Regions from separate parts of the Mus musculus genome. Here region 2 is linked to region 1. Evidence: chromatin contacts called from public HiChIP or PLAC-seq data. All regions are on one chromosome and are shown on one strand. Each heading gives the region's core, a stretch centred on a gene start, on an enhancer-like site or on the middle of the called end of the contact. The rest is flanking DNA. Distances are from core to core; before and after follow the strand shown.

Region 1 (7,015 bases), core at 2,188-4,687:
GTATCTGTCTAGAAATTTGTTCATTTCGTCCAGGTTTTCTAGTTTTGTTGAGTATAGCCTTTTGTAGAAGGATCTGATGGTGTTTTGGATTTCTTCAGGATCTGTTGTTATGTCTCCCTTTTCATTTCTGATTTTGTTAATTAGAATGTTGCTCCTGTGCCCTCTAGTGAGTCTGGCTAAGGGTTTATCTATCTTGTTGATTTTCTCAAAGAACCAACTCCTCCCATAATTAGCCTCCAAACGATGACACCATTGCATACACTAGCAAGTGTTTGTTGCAAGGACCGTGATATAGCTGTCTCTTGTGAAACTAGGCCGGGGCCTAGCAAATACAGAAGTGGATGCTCACAGTCAACGATTGGATGGATCACAGGGCCCCCAATGGAGGAGCTAGAGAAAGTATCCAAGGAGCTAAAGAGATCTGCAACCCTGTAGGTGCAACATTATGAACTAACCAGTACCCCGGAGCTCTTGACTCTAGCTGCATATGTATCAAAAGATGGCCTAGTTGGCCATCACTGGAAAGAGAGGCCCATTGGACAGGCAAACTTTATATGCCCCAGTACAGGGGAACGCCAGGGTCAAAAAATGGGAATGGGTGGGTAGGGAAGTGGGGGGCGGGGGAGGGTGTGGGGGACTTTTGGGATAGCGTTGGAAATGTAATTGAGGAAAATACGTAATAAAAAAAATATTTAAAAAAAAAAAAGAAGAGATATTCCTTGGAAAGTGACTTCCATGTTGGAAAAGGGGTAGGTGAGACACACTGGGGGATGAAGGAGATGCGGATGACTGAAGAATGTGGTGGATCATAGCAGAGCATGGACTAGAAATAGGAAATGGACCCAATGTAAGAAAGGCTTCTATCTTAAGTTGGGTTCTCTCGAACCAGATGCTGAGACGATTTGTGGCCAGGTGTTTACGGTTTGTGCTTCCAAGACTAGAGCCTATAAGGAGAGGAGGGTGTTTAGCTGGAACTGCTTTCAATAAAGGCCTTTGTGTACTGTACAGACTGATGGGGGCTTCTGCCCCTCCACTCTCGGGGCCAGGACTCTGAGAGTCTACCTGAGAGACTCAGCTATAAGACCAGCAGCTCATACTCTGTTCCTCGAACTGGAAAGGGAAACTTTGGGCTGTTGCAGGTACCTTGATGTCTGCCCTGTGTATGGCCAGAGGTCAGTGACTCAGAGGGTGAATGTGCAACAAGGCAGGCAGCTGGGCTTGTGGCCAGGGGACATGGCATGGAGGCTGGGGGTTTGAAGGTTTTCTTAGGAATGAACTCTGGTGGAGAAACTGGGTAAGCTGAACCACACCGGTCTGTGTGAGGTGTCCTCTTTTAGAGCAGCTCAGTTATCTTATCAGCCACTCTCTAGGATACTCATTCCAACACTCCTGGTTGTCTTTGGAAACAGAAAACAGGCAATAGTATAAACGAATGAATGTATACGTCTGTGGCCTAGGAAAATCCTTGCCCCTTTTAAGAGTGTCCAAGTACTAATGTTTACAAAAGCTCTCTATGATTATATTATATTTCACTGACTGTTTCTCAGTCAGTACTTGAATGTAATATTCCCACCTAAGAATGACACTTCTTTAATTCCACAAACCATGTTCCTGTGTCAGGCCACCACAAGGGATGCCAGCTGCAAAGGGTTACATTCTCTTTCATATGTGACTATATTCTGTATATCTAAATCACTAAACTCACCTATAAAGTGACATTTTAAATATTTACCAGAAAGACCAAGTGGATTTAGGAAAACTGCATGCTGTCTGGGTGAATCGGATGACAGGAGTATGCACTTAGTGTTTAGATGTCCAGTCTGATCTCCACCGTGAATCACTCTGGCTCTACTTCTCCGCCCAGTATCTGATCCTGAGAAGATCCTGAGAAGCAGCGGAAATGACTCTCGGTCAGATCCTTTCACTGGAAAGATGAATCATGCTAATTCATAAAATACCACTCTGAGCTCTGGCCTGACAGTTTAATAGCTTTTTCCTTTAGTCAGTTGGTGTAAGAATCTAATTTTGAGCCTATTCATTTATCCTAAAAGGTCAATGTAATTTCCTGAGAGGCCCCGTGGTCCTGCTTCTAACACAGCACTAATGCTAGCACCAAGTTGTGAAAAGATAAAGCTCGCAGATGTCTCTCTTGCTGACTACTGAACATCTGTTCAGATCCACAGGTACAAAGTCTTCACCTGAGCGTCACGTGAGCCCTTTGTTCTTATATCACAATTAAACTATATGCCGTGTCTTCCCTGTCCTCTAGAAACTCTCTTTCATTTGGTCTGCCACACTTGCTTTGATCATGTCCCCCATCAATGCATCCAAATAGCCTACAGTTGTTCACCTGAGGCTAACCCCCAGATAGACCTCCCAGGGTACTCTTCTCATGATAACCTGTGAGGCTTCCACTCAGCCAAGTTGACATTTTTCCCTAGCTAGGACTTGCACATCTATGCACACCTGCACACCTTGTACTCTGTATTGCATCAAAAGGTCATCACCTGTCCTGAGGAAAGCCTTTCAAACGGAAAACATTATGAAGAACAATGGTACAAGAGGCAGTGTTTCCAACTGGAGGCTTGGTAGGAGGAGTGTCTAAAAGAGACTGTTGCAGTTCTTCCTAGTTCTTTCTTTTATACTGTTGAAAATAGGGTGAATCATTTCCTTGATGTGAAAAGGCTTGCTGGAATTATATGCTTCGATGAACTCTGGTATTACATTGTTTTACATTATAAGGATTAAAACACATCACCTGGTGAGACAAGACTCTGATTGTGAAAAATTATACCAGAAACAGCTAACTACAATTGCAACTACTTCAATATCGGAAAAGGAACAAAATATTCTGACTGAAGTGCTTAGAAAGAAACAGCATTTGGTTTGGGCATTGGAACAGAAAGAAGAATAGGAGATCTGAAAGGAGTCCTAAGAGGAACAGAGCCTGAAGATTCCTGGGGAGGTGTGCCCTCAGTAGCTGTGTTGGAGGATGCAGAGTTAGGGTGAGAAGTGATCCGGGATAATGAATGGTACTCGGGGGACAGGGGACTTTGATGCCATGGGAAGGATTTCCATTTTGCTCTTAACAGAGAGACCTGTTGAGAGTGTTTTGAGTGGGTCTGATTTGTAGCTTTGTTACTCAGCTGTGGGAAGGAGTATCTGAAGAAGCTCAGGCATGAAGAAAAGAGTGGGACAGAGGGTGGTCAGGGCTGCCTCACTTGGACTATAAGAAGACAAGCTTGGGAAACACTGCATTCTCGCAGTAGGGAAGTCTTACAATGGGTTGTATATGGCAGAGGGGAAAACAGTTGAAAAGATCATAAGGTTTCCTATTTCAGCACAACAACAAGCCCCAAATGGTCCCCATTGATTCCCCACTCCTTGGCTTCACCCACACTCATATGGGTCCTTCCCTAACCGAACAAGGGTTATTCTCTTTGGCCAATTGAATATGCCAGAAGCGATGATGTGCCTCCATTGACATTTTGATGAGAGCCAGAGCCTGAACTACTCAGCCAAGTTTCCCAGACTCCTAACACTCAGAAAAAAAAACTTCTAAGTTTTCAGAATTTGTTATGCAACAGCAGACACCAAATACTTTGGATGACTAGGACAATTTTGATTAACTATGAAACAAAGCAGAGGAAATGGGAACTAGTTATATCAAAGGAATGAAACTTTCTGTTTTTAGAACATACTTTGGCTGTGACAGCTTCCTGCTCCCTCCCTGCTCCTCGGGGATCTGGGGATGGACACAGACTAGGAATTCATTCACAGAGTGCAGATGGTGCTTCCAAGATGAATAATTCATCAGAATCACTTGACAAACTGGTGGCTGGATCAGACCCCCTAGTGTCCTGGTTCTGCTGGTTTGAGGATGGGTCTTGAACTAGTGTTTTAAGTATTGTTCATGATTTGGGTTCAGGAATCAGTCTTGGTACCATTAGTACAGTATGAAAGAAGGAGATGCAGAATGCTAACATGTATTATAACTAACAGTTCTGTGGGCCTCTGTGGTTTGGGTTCTGATGCTCCCCCAGATATCCATGTGTTAAAGGCCTTATCTTCTTTGGTGCAAATGGGAGGTGATGGAACCTTGGGCTGAGGCTAGTGAGAGAGGTGTGTTCTTAGAGGGGATGGCAGGGTCCTGTCATCTCTTGGTTGCTTTCGGGCAATGAAGTAAACGGTTCATTTTACCCATGTTCCATACCCTTCTCCTCTGTCACAGCCACCAGAGGCCCAAAGCAATGGGCCCATCTAACTATGGACTGGAAACTCCAAAACTGTGAGCCAAAAGAAAACTTTGCTCTTTGCAGGTTATCCTAGGGTGTTGTTGTTTTGGTTGTTTGTTTGTTTTGGGGCAGTGGTTCTCCAATTAAAGGTGGTGATTTTTGTGAGCAGCAATTAACTTATATACTTGTGCAGCTTAGTGGAAAAAGTGTAGTGCCCCAAAGTGGGGAAGAGATGTTGATCTCCAGCAACAGGGTCTGCTACCAGTCCTTGTGGGCACTCACCTCTCCTCTCAGTGGTTGTCACCAATGACAAAGTGGCCACTGAAATGATAATGGTGTTAAATTAATGTTAATAATTTGTATATTGTATTTTATTTTTAGCTGCCAGGGGAAAATTCATCCTTAACCAAGCACACCTAATTGGTTTTTTTTTTCCTTTTGGATTATAGATGTAAAATACCCAGCTATAAAAAGAAATGTTTTGCCGAGCGGTGGTGGCGCATGCCTTTAATCCCAGCACTTGGGAGGCAGAGACAGGTGGATTTCTGAGTTCAAGGCCAGCCTGGTCTACAGAGTGAGTTCCAGGACAGCCAGGGCTACACAGAGAAACCCTGTCTCGAAAAACCAAAAAAAAAAAAAAAAAAAAAGAAATGTTTTGTTATACTTGTAGGTCTGATGTTCAAGATGTGTTGTAAAATGCAAGACTTGGGTAGATTTTTAAAGAATAGGATTATTTTAACCACACTGTTCCCAAACTATAAGCTGTGGGCATCACATCTGTTGAGGGGGAAAGATGCTGGAAAAAATAGTGAATCTAGCAAATGTCCTATCAGTTTGGAAGGTATACAAGTACACACAGTAAAGATTGAACTTGCATCAGAGGGTACAGCTAGAGCGACAGTTGTGGCTTCACAGTGAACATCTTTCCCTTTAATTCTGCTCATGCCCTTTGCTCTTCACGGTGTCTATTTGAAACCTGTGAGTGGGTTTCAGGTGATTAGGAAGTATGAGTTGAAAGTAACACTAGAAGATCTTAAAGTGTCCAATTCTGCTCCCCAGGATTTGGATATTTCTTATATCACTGGGTTAAGTCTCTACAGATCTATCTTATTTGACAACCAGGAGGACAGATGACGTAAGTCCCATATCAAAACCATGCAGCACGAGGTGCCATGCACATCTCAGCAGAGAAAGCAAACAGCCTTCTAGATGGGAGTCTGTTTCTATAATGAGTAGAGATTCATGGAAATAGAGGGTTACATTTCTTTATTCTTTTGAAAGTTCTCATGTATACCTATTAAAAGCTTGATTCATATAATTAGCTAACCAGGGAAAGACAGTAAGCTGAATGTTACATTTTTCAGTGGTGTGTGTCTGAGTGCACGTGTTTGGATGTGTGTGTGGTATATGTGGTGTGTGGTGTGCATGCAGAGGGTGAATGTGAATAGTATGTATATGAAGGTTTTTTTAATTCTTTTTTAAAAATTATTATTATTTTTATTAGGTATTTTCTTCATTTACATTTCAAATGCTATCCCAAAGTCCCTTATACCCTCCCACCCACTCCCCTCCATACCAAATCCCGTTCTCGACACTGGCATTCCCCTGTACTGAGGCATATAAAGTTTGCAAGACCAATGGGCCTCTCTTTCCAATGATGGCCAACTAGGCCATCTTCTGATACATATGCAGCTAGAGACACGAGCTCCGGGGAAGTGGGGGAATTGGTTAGTTCATATTGTTGTTCCACCTATAGGGTTGCAGACCCCTTTAGCTCCTTGGGTACTTTCTCTAGCTCCTCCATTGGGGGTCCTGTGATCCATCCAATAGCTGACTGTGAGCATCCACTTCTGTGTTGGCTAGGCTACGGCATAGTCTCACAAGAGACAGCTCTATCTGGGTCCTTTCAGCAAAATCTTGCTAGTGTATGCAATGGTGTCAGCATTTGGAAGCTGATTATGGGATGGATCCCGGGATATGGCAGTCTCTACATGGTCTATCCTTTTGTCACAGCTCCAAACTTTGTCTCTGTAACTCCTTCCATGGGTGTTTTGTTCCCAATTCCAAGAAGGGGCAAAGTGTCCACACTTTAGTCTTTGTTCTTCTTGAGTTTCATGCGTTTAGCAAATTGTATCTTATATCTTGGGTATCCTAAGTTTCTGGGCTAATATCCACTTATCAGTGAGTACATATTGTGTGATTTCCTTTGTGATTGGGTTACCTCACTCAAGATGGTGCTCTCCAGGTCCATCCATTTGCCTAGGAATTTCATAAATTCATTCTTTTTAATAGCTGAGTAGTACTCCATTGTGTAAATGTACCACATTTTCTGTATCCATTCCTCTGTTGAGGGGCATCTGGGTTCTTTCCAGCTTCTGGCTATTATAAATAAGGCTGCTATGAACATAGTGGAGCATGTGTCCTTCTTACCTGTTGGAACATCTTCTGGATATATGCCCAGGAGAGGTATTGTGAGATCCTCCGGTATTACTATGTCCAATTTTCTGAGGAACTGCCAGACTGATTTCCAGAGTGGTTGTACAAGCTTGCAATCCCACCAACAATGGAGGAGTGTTCCTCTTTCTCCACATCCTCGCCAGCATCTGCTGTCATCTGAATTTTTGATCTTAGCCATTCTGACTGGTGTGAGGTGGAATCTCAGGTTTGTTTTGATTTGCATTTCCCTGATGATTAAGGATGCTGAACATTTTTTCAGGTGCTTCTCAGCCATTCGGTATTCCTCAGGGGAGAATTCTTTGTTTAGCTCTGAGCCCCATTTT
Region 2 (7,373 bases), core at 3,089-5,588, 290 kb after region 1:
AAAGACCTTCCATTCACATCAGCCACCAAGCCCTTTATTGCTAATCCAGTCTCATGTACACATAATTAAATGCATCCTTGACCAACCAACAGAAACCCTGACAGAAGTGAATACAGAGGGACCTGGCATCCTCTGCACAAATGATGATCAGAATAGGCTTAGCCATGGTACTGCAGGAAGGCATCTAAGATTCCTCATCTTTTGACTCTGCTACATTCCTGGGTTTTCTTTGTAATTTCCCCTCTGGTTATAAAGTTTCCAAAGAATAACTTGCTCTTATATATCCTACCAACAGTGCCTTGGCCCAAAGGTCCTCCCCTCTACATACTTCTTTGTAGCCATTTCCTTTTTTTTTTTTTTTTTTTTTTTTTTTTTAACAGGGCACTCAGAATTCTTAGAGAAGTCTTGTCAAGAACTCAGTGACATGCAACTTCCCACTCAGGAAAGGGAGGGGTGTTAAGTTGAAGAGGAAACAGGAGCAACCAGATTCAACCCAAAGGTCAGAATCCAAGCCATCTCAGAGGTTCTCAACTGCATAATTATATATTTGTCTTCCAGAATGCATAAAGTTTTTGCTAAAAAGTTCAATCCTCAGACATCAAGCTTCCTTCTCCTCCCCTCCCCTCCCCTCCCCTCTTCTCCCCTCCCCTCTACTTCCCTCCCCTCCCTTCCCCTCCCCCTCCTTTACTCAGGGGTTTCCAAGGCATGCTTAGCCTCTTTTCTATCTCCATCTGTGGTGCAGAGAGGCAATGGAGGACACTCTGCTAACATGTTTTGTAGCATCAGTCTGGCCTTCAGCACCTTTCCGCTCTAATTACCACTGGGGGTTGTTAGGAAAATCAATTGCTATTATTGGTGAAAACCCATGAAAAACTACCAAGCTCAGAGTGAAAGTTGCTATTTGTTATTTGATTTTACTGTCAAGTGGGATCACCTCGATGGACCACACGCCCCAGGCTAGATTGTTTTCCTTTCCCCACAGCAAGCAATCTTAAATCCTGCCTCCCTCCAGCCCTAACATGCCCAAGCTGAACTCGGCCCACATTCTGATCTTCGTTATCCTCAATTCCACCAGAACTCCTCACATAGCATTATGTCTTCAATCTAAAGTCATTCTGCAAATGAGAACATCAGGTACTAGAAAGGCTAACTGACTTTATTCAGGGCTACATAATCAGTAGCTAAGTCAAGATGACAACCTTCAAGCAGTGCCAGTTGGGATCTGCTGGCCTTGAGTCTGCACCTGTCTCCCGGTGTTCACCTCACATCGAAATCTGGTGTTTACCAGACTCTTCCTCACTAGCCTAGCTCCTGCTGGGTGTCCACTGTTGCAGAACATCTCAGTAAGTGTTCACCATTGTGTTCTGAGTGGTTGGGCACTCAGACACTAGCAGACAAAGCCCACCTTCAGTCCAGGGACAGGCACTTGATAAAACTACGAGTGTCATAGACCTGGAAAACTTAAAGAATTCTTCTCATCTCAGATTTGTTTATCTGCCCCTTACACAAGTTCTTTTTCTTAATAGTCTCTGCTTCATAACTACTGCCTGCACTGTCTACTATTTAGGGAGAGAAACACTTCATAAACTTTATTTTTAAACTGCCTCATCTTTTAAATCCTACATTCTGTTTCATAAACAAGGTAAGGACCATCACCTTCCTGTGAATACATTTTTAAATCCCATTTTCCTAAGAAATGTCAGGTGACATGTGCTTGTTCAGGTTCTTATTTCCACAGCAACACGTGAATTCCTTTATTTATTCTTTATGCCGTCTTGGTGAGAATAAGGTTAGCCAATCAGTTCAGATTTGCTGCTCCAGATGTCAGAAGTCGACTTTACATCCAAAAAGCCATTGTCAAAGTCTGGAAACTATAAAAGTCCAAATGTAGCAATCTAACTCTTGGCACATTCAAAAGCATCTCTAAAAATTGCACTATCTTAAAATGACAAGGACAACAACTGTTCTCACAGTGACGCTCCTGGGTGTCCAACTCTTTCTGATTCCAAGTGTCATATGGACATTTTGTTTTTACCTAGACAGGCCTAGGAAGCAACAGGTTAAGTCACTCTGTGCCAATCCCCTGGAATTATCATTCTGAGCCTTCCTACACAGCAGCTCTCTCCTTACTGAAGGCTTTCCCAGCCTAGATACAAAGATAATTATAGCCCTGGTTACAAATTATCTCATAATTATGAGGTATCTAGTGGAAATGTTAAAGAAAAGTTATTAACACCTTAGTAGATATTTTTTAAACTTCAAAATGCAGCATTAAATTGCATGAAGTATTAAGGGTCAGTTTCCACTTCTTGGAAGCACTGTTTTCCTTTTAGAAGTGCACGGGTTCCTCATTTCAGCTGTTTGAAAGGCACAAAACTACCAGCAGATGCTCCAGTGTGGGCAAACAGCAGCATGGAAATAAAGTGAGCCTTAAAAAGTTTTAAGATGCAGCCTACTTTTCAGTCAAAGTAAGATGCCGTGGTGCCAACAGTCAAGTAAGAAACCAAAGGTCATTTCATGTTTTCATCACGCAGCGAATGGCACACCGATAAAGGAAAGAGCATTAGCACCTCGGGTACCATCTATGCACAAAACGCTATGCAACTTCGTCTGACTTCAAGAAGGAAATAGTTCAATACAAATTGCATTTACCGATTCTTGAAATGGTATCTGCTGTCAACCACTGAAGGTCTTCAGAAAAAAAAAAAAAGACCAGGTAAGCCAGGGTTACTTAGTTTTGAAAAACACCAGACTGAAAAACACAGGGACTGAACCTTTAGCTCATTTATATCTGCATATAGTTAACAAATGGGGAATGATTCTAGTTACTTAACTATATCTACATATTTGTCTTTTCTTCTGACGTTATCGATGCCTAGGGTAAAAAATGAATTGTTTCGTGTACACACACACACACACACACACACACACACACACATTCCAAAATAACAAAAGCAGCAAACATAGAATGCCCAAGCCTTCATAATGCATAGTGTTGGCGTGAACACGCAATTATTGCAAAACAATTAGTGAAGCAAATCTTACGAGTCCTTTCTTAGGCAGTCTGTGGGGAGGAGAGTCGTGCTGAAGCCTATAGACAATTACCCCTCTTCGTTTTGCTTATGCAGGTAGGATCACACTGAAATACTGATCTAGGGAACCCTGTTCACACTTTTGTCTACCATAAATTAACGCCGTAGACCCTCACAAAGATTGCTGACTCTGGAACCTTAGACAAAGGAGGGTGTAGCTCCAAGACGCGAAGCCAGGCGCTCTCAGAAGCCGGCTGCTCACAGGCTGCCCCGCACCACCTCTCCTGTACTCTGGAGACCAAGAAGTCTGGAACTGATGGAGGACTTGGTTCATTCCCCCAAACTTTGGGAGTCATTGTTTCCCCTAACTCTGCGGGCTAAAGCGGAGGGGAGGAGAAGGGGTTTCAGAAACCCGGGGTACAGCTGCAGGGCTCGCCCACCCACCTCTGCACGCCCCGCAGCACCCTGGTGGTCCACTCACCTGTCCTGAGCGCCTGGTCTCGGGGCTCCGGTGGCCTCTCCGGGCTCTTCGCTCTCACAGCTGTCGCGACAGCGTGCGCCTCCGGGGACCAGCGAGGGAGGCGGCGGGGTCGGGGGCGTCAGGAGGAATCTGGGCAGCTGCGGGCAGCCACGGTCTCACTCCCCATCCCCGTGGGGCTCCGGCTGAGGACGCGGTGCGGTCACCAAAGGAAGATGAGTCAGGCCGGGGTGCGGGCGCCCTGACTCGCGCATCTGGGGGACGCGGCCGCCGCCATCGGACGAGCGCAGCCCCTATCCTTCTAGGGTACCGGTGACCGAGGCCAGGGCAAAAGATCGCAGCTAAGGCGTCTCCGCCGCCGCCAAGAAAGACAAAAGGAATGCGGGGCTCGAGGGAAAGTTTTGGGCTTGGTTCCTGATGAATTCTAGCCCCCGAAGCCGCCAAGAGGAGGATCGGGGGCGAGGGCGGGACGGGCTTCCCGGAGCGTCGCCAGCAGCCGGGGACCCAGACGGTGCTAATCGCACCGCCGCCCACGACCCGTGGGAACTCCGCCGGCCCAGTCGCCAAGCTGTGCAAGAGCTGCGTGCAGGACCCACCCTTCCCCCCGGACCCCAACCCAGCTACCCGGCGCCCTGGCTGCAAAGTTGTACTTCTAGCGCCGGGATGGCGCCCATACAAAACCCATTTGGGGAACAAAGTACCGCTTCCAGGCGATCTGCTTCATCTGAAGGCCAGCGGGCGGAAGCGGACACACCCACTCGCTTCTCATCACCGTCGGACGCGAGTTCCAGAACGGGAGATACCTGCCCCTCCTGTCTCAATAAGAACTGGGGATCCCCGGCGGACTCTGTATTTTCTGGAAGAAGGATCCATAGGCCCCTCGGTTCCACGCCCCTCGGATGCTTTCTTATCAGATGCAGCCTGGGAGGGTCGGGGTCCCCCTGGCGGCTGCACGAGTGCTGTGCTAACAAAGTCAGACCTGGACCCCCAAGAGATACTGCACTCCTAGCCCTCAGAGGGTTTAAGCTGCTGGGAAGTTAGTTCCAGTAGAGCAGACTGGTTGGGAAGGGTTCTGGGCATGGGGTTGTGAGGGGCAGGGGCTAATTGTATCCTAAGATGATGAGTCTGAGGCTAAGCTCCAGATATCAAATCCAATGAAGGCTTCAAGTTACCAAAAATTATCAGTGAGAAAAAAAAAAACATGTCCTGTCCATAGAATGAAATAATTGAAATAATAGTCACGTGCAATTCTGCAAGGGACCAAAGCGCCCACTCTGGCTGAAGATCAAGTCAGTAAATAAAGTTTCGTATTCAAATTACTGCGTTGGAGTGTGCAGTGTACAGCAACCGTAGCTGAGCTATGGTTTTGTAAATCCATGAGTTTCTTGGATTTTTTTTTTAACTCATAGGCAAGAGGCAAATATTCTGCTCTGGTGTGTATCTATTTCAATGTGTCAGCTACTGGATTCTGTGGGGAAAAAATCTAGACTCAAGAAAATAAGGCAACCCGTAGAGGCCAGACAGGTCATTAAGATGACACTGGCAATGGAGAAAGACTGTAAAAACGGGCAATAGTGGTTTTAAAAAAAAAATCTTGCTTCAGTATGGAGGTTAAATACTTTTTCTGAAATTTCAGGACCAAATGCTTAAAAAAAAAAAAAAAAGAAAAAAAGAAAGAAAGTAGATGGGATGGGGTAGGAGAAATGAGTCACCTTGTAAGCCATCTGTGGTTTTCTTTTCCTTCCACCTTCATGTGGCTAGTTCTCTTGGCCCAAAGCCATTTGATCAGTTCTCTGAGGTTTTCTAGCACATTTGTCAAGGAACCTTATTAATCGTGTGAGCCTAGTAAGGTTCTACTCGTTGTACAAGAATGCCCTGACTCTTCCTTTCTCCTCAAAGCTCCCAAGAGAACACACTTCCTAGCAAGCCTTCCTGACTTGTAAAGGGGTGGGTAATAGGTTCCTCCCATCCTGCTCTTTTAATGTAGCACAGTGTCTACAATGTACAGGGAAACATTTAAAATGGCAATCCAGACATCACAGGCATCACATGTCCAGGCAGTCTTCAAAGAGAGGCTGATGAGGAAAGACTTCGGGAAAAGATCTAGACTCATTCTTATCACCACTGATCACAATTACCAATCTGAACTTATATTCCAGTTATTCAGTCAAAGAAGAAGGAAGAAGGTGAACTAGATAACATCATCAACATATTTTATTTTTAAAATAATTACTACTAGTCAGAAAAATTCAGTAGTAAATAGCCTTGTAAATTGAGGGTTATCTGCCATTCTATAGTCTAAGCAACCTCCCAAGAAGATATTCATCAGTCCCCCTCTGGCTCTTAGTGTTCCAGGCAAGCTCAGGTAAATTATTTAATCTTTGCTAATGGCCAATATTTTCCATCTGGAAAGAGCCCAGTGAGCATATCATGTCAGTAATGGATTTTGGATTTAGTGGCTTTATATCCACTCTGGTGTAATGGATGGGAATCAACTATTCCCTATTTGGGGGGTAAAAGCTACCTGTGTTTTACACGTAATTATTTTTGAGTCTGCTGTTTTGAGATGTATACAGTTTCCATTAAAACAAGTCCATTCTAAATGTTACATGAGTACAGAATAAAGAGAAAGCACTGTTCTCTCTAATTGAAGCCTGAAGGACTTTTGAGTATAATTTCTCTTGTTTCTTAAGCAGAAAAAATACCTAACATTATTATAAGTTAAAATAATATATGAAATTCTTCTGGCTTGTTATATATTCAGTACATTCGATTGAGCACACACCCACTCACCAAACTTGCTTAATGCTATGGGAATAAAAGGAAAGAGAACTTTCCCTCTGATATAAAGAAGTAATGAGAAAATATTTCCATGAAGGTCAGCATTTCACCTAGTACAGTATAAATATACAAGCAAGGAATGCTGAGGGGCAAGGAATTTTAATGGATTAAGCAAAGATACTCTGGAATGAAAAAGTATGATACTTGGGATTTTACAATTAAAAATAACATGTATATTGTGAGCCTGTATGTGTACAGGTGTCCGTGGGAGTAGGACAAGGAGGCCAGGTTGCAGGAGCTAGAGTTACATGTAATTATAAGATGCCCAACGTGAGTACTAGAAACTGAACTTGAGTCTTCTGGGAAAGCACCAAGTGCTTTTAATCACTGATCAATCTCTCCAGTCCTTCAAGGTATTTTTAAGTAGATCAGATATAAGGCTATGAGGAAAAACTACTAGACAGTTTGGGTGAAATTAACCCGCTTTTGCCACAAACACAGACTGTATTGTCCTCGGACCTCAGAAGAAGGACCCCAGCATGAACATGAAATCAGAAATGGAAAGGGGATTCCTTGTTAAACTTTGGCCTGAATGACTTTGACCATACTGTGAAACTGATAGATAGTCTGAAAGCCCCTGCGCTACAGCTCTGGCAGCCCTGTTACATTTCAAAGCAGGGGCCAAGAAAGAGAAAGTCAAATGAGAAAATGTCCTTTTTGATTTTCTCCTTGAAATAAAATTGTAAACAGAAGAAATGTAAAGGAGGGGGGAAAGGACATGGGAATATGGAACTTAATGGTCCGCATGTACTCTGTGTCCTCTTGACTCCAAATGGTGCTTCCTCATATTGTTTTACCATGTCTCAGTGACTCTCACTGTTTAGATGATTTGGTGGCGGCAGCAATAGCAGCAGCAGCAGATGTGACTAGTGTGTTCAAGAAACACACAATCAAGAGTGCTACGCCCCTCTCAGTGCTACTCCCCTTATGGTGTCAATAACATGCTTGCAGTTAGGTGCTTTATAACTTATAAGTTCAGCATAAGTTCTGTGAAAGATAATAAGCTGATTAGAATCTTCATG

What was found. HiChIP or PLAC-seq counts read pairs in DNA pulled down with a chosen protein or histone mark.
Region 2: a contact with region 1 is called in an H3K27ac HiChIP or PLAC-seq map of neural progenitor cells, with 7 times the contacts expected there. The contact joins the promoter of Tmem200a here to the enhancer-like site in region 1. A contact is called at or near these places in 10 of 39 promoter capture datasets (the 3T3-L1 cell line, cancer-associated fibroblasts, cranial neural crest and 6 more), 1 of 15 datasets of contacts at CTCF or cohesin (the NIH/3T3 cell line), 3 of 484 Hi-C or Micro-C datasets (the N1E-115 cell line, nephron progenitors and tail fibroblasts), 7 of 115 datasets of contacts at active chromatin or transcription factors (craniofacial prominence, embryonic limb bud, embryonic midbrain and 4 more) and 4 of 9 other capture datasets (adipose tissue, embryonic stem cells, liver and 1 more).

Annotation. Positions count from the first base shown.
Region 1 is chr10:25,786,969-25,793,983 of GRCm38.p6, forward strand. 4930401C15Rik (RIKEN cDNA 4930401C15 gene) reads right to left here. Exons shown (of 5, transcript NR_045349.1): 3 at 1,733-1,884. Among named protein-coding and RNA genes, the nearest start is that of 4930401C15Rik, 47 kb to the right of the region's middle. Within about 2 kb of position 3,438, at least 38 of the 459 cell types and tissues checked have an H3K27ac peak or open chromatin away from gene starts, as enhancers often do. A contact at or near this core is called in the N1E-115 cell line, neural progenitor cells and tail fibroblasts, where this site is marked.
Region 2 is chr10:26,074,625-26,081,997 of GRCm38.p6, forward strand. It overlaps Tmem200a (transmembrane protein 200A), which reads right to left and starts at 4,339. Exons shown (of 3, transcript NM_001358814.1): 1 at 4,212-4,339; 2 at 3,514-3,695. It overlaps Gm9767 (predicted gene 9767), which reads left to right and starts at 3,631. Exons shown (of 1, transcript NR_028030.2): 1 at 3,631-4,823.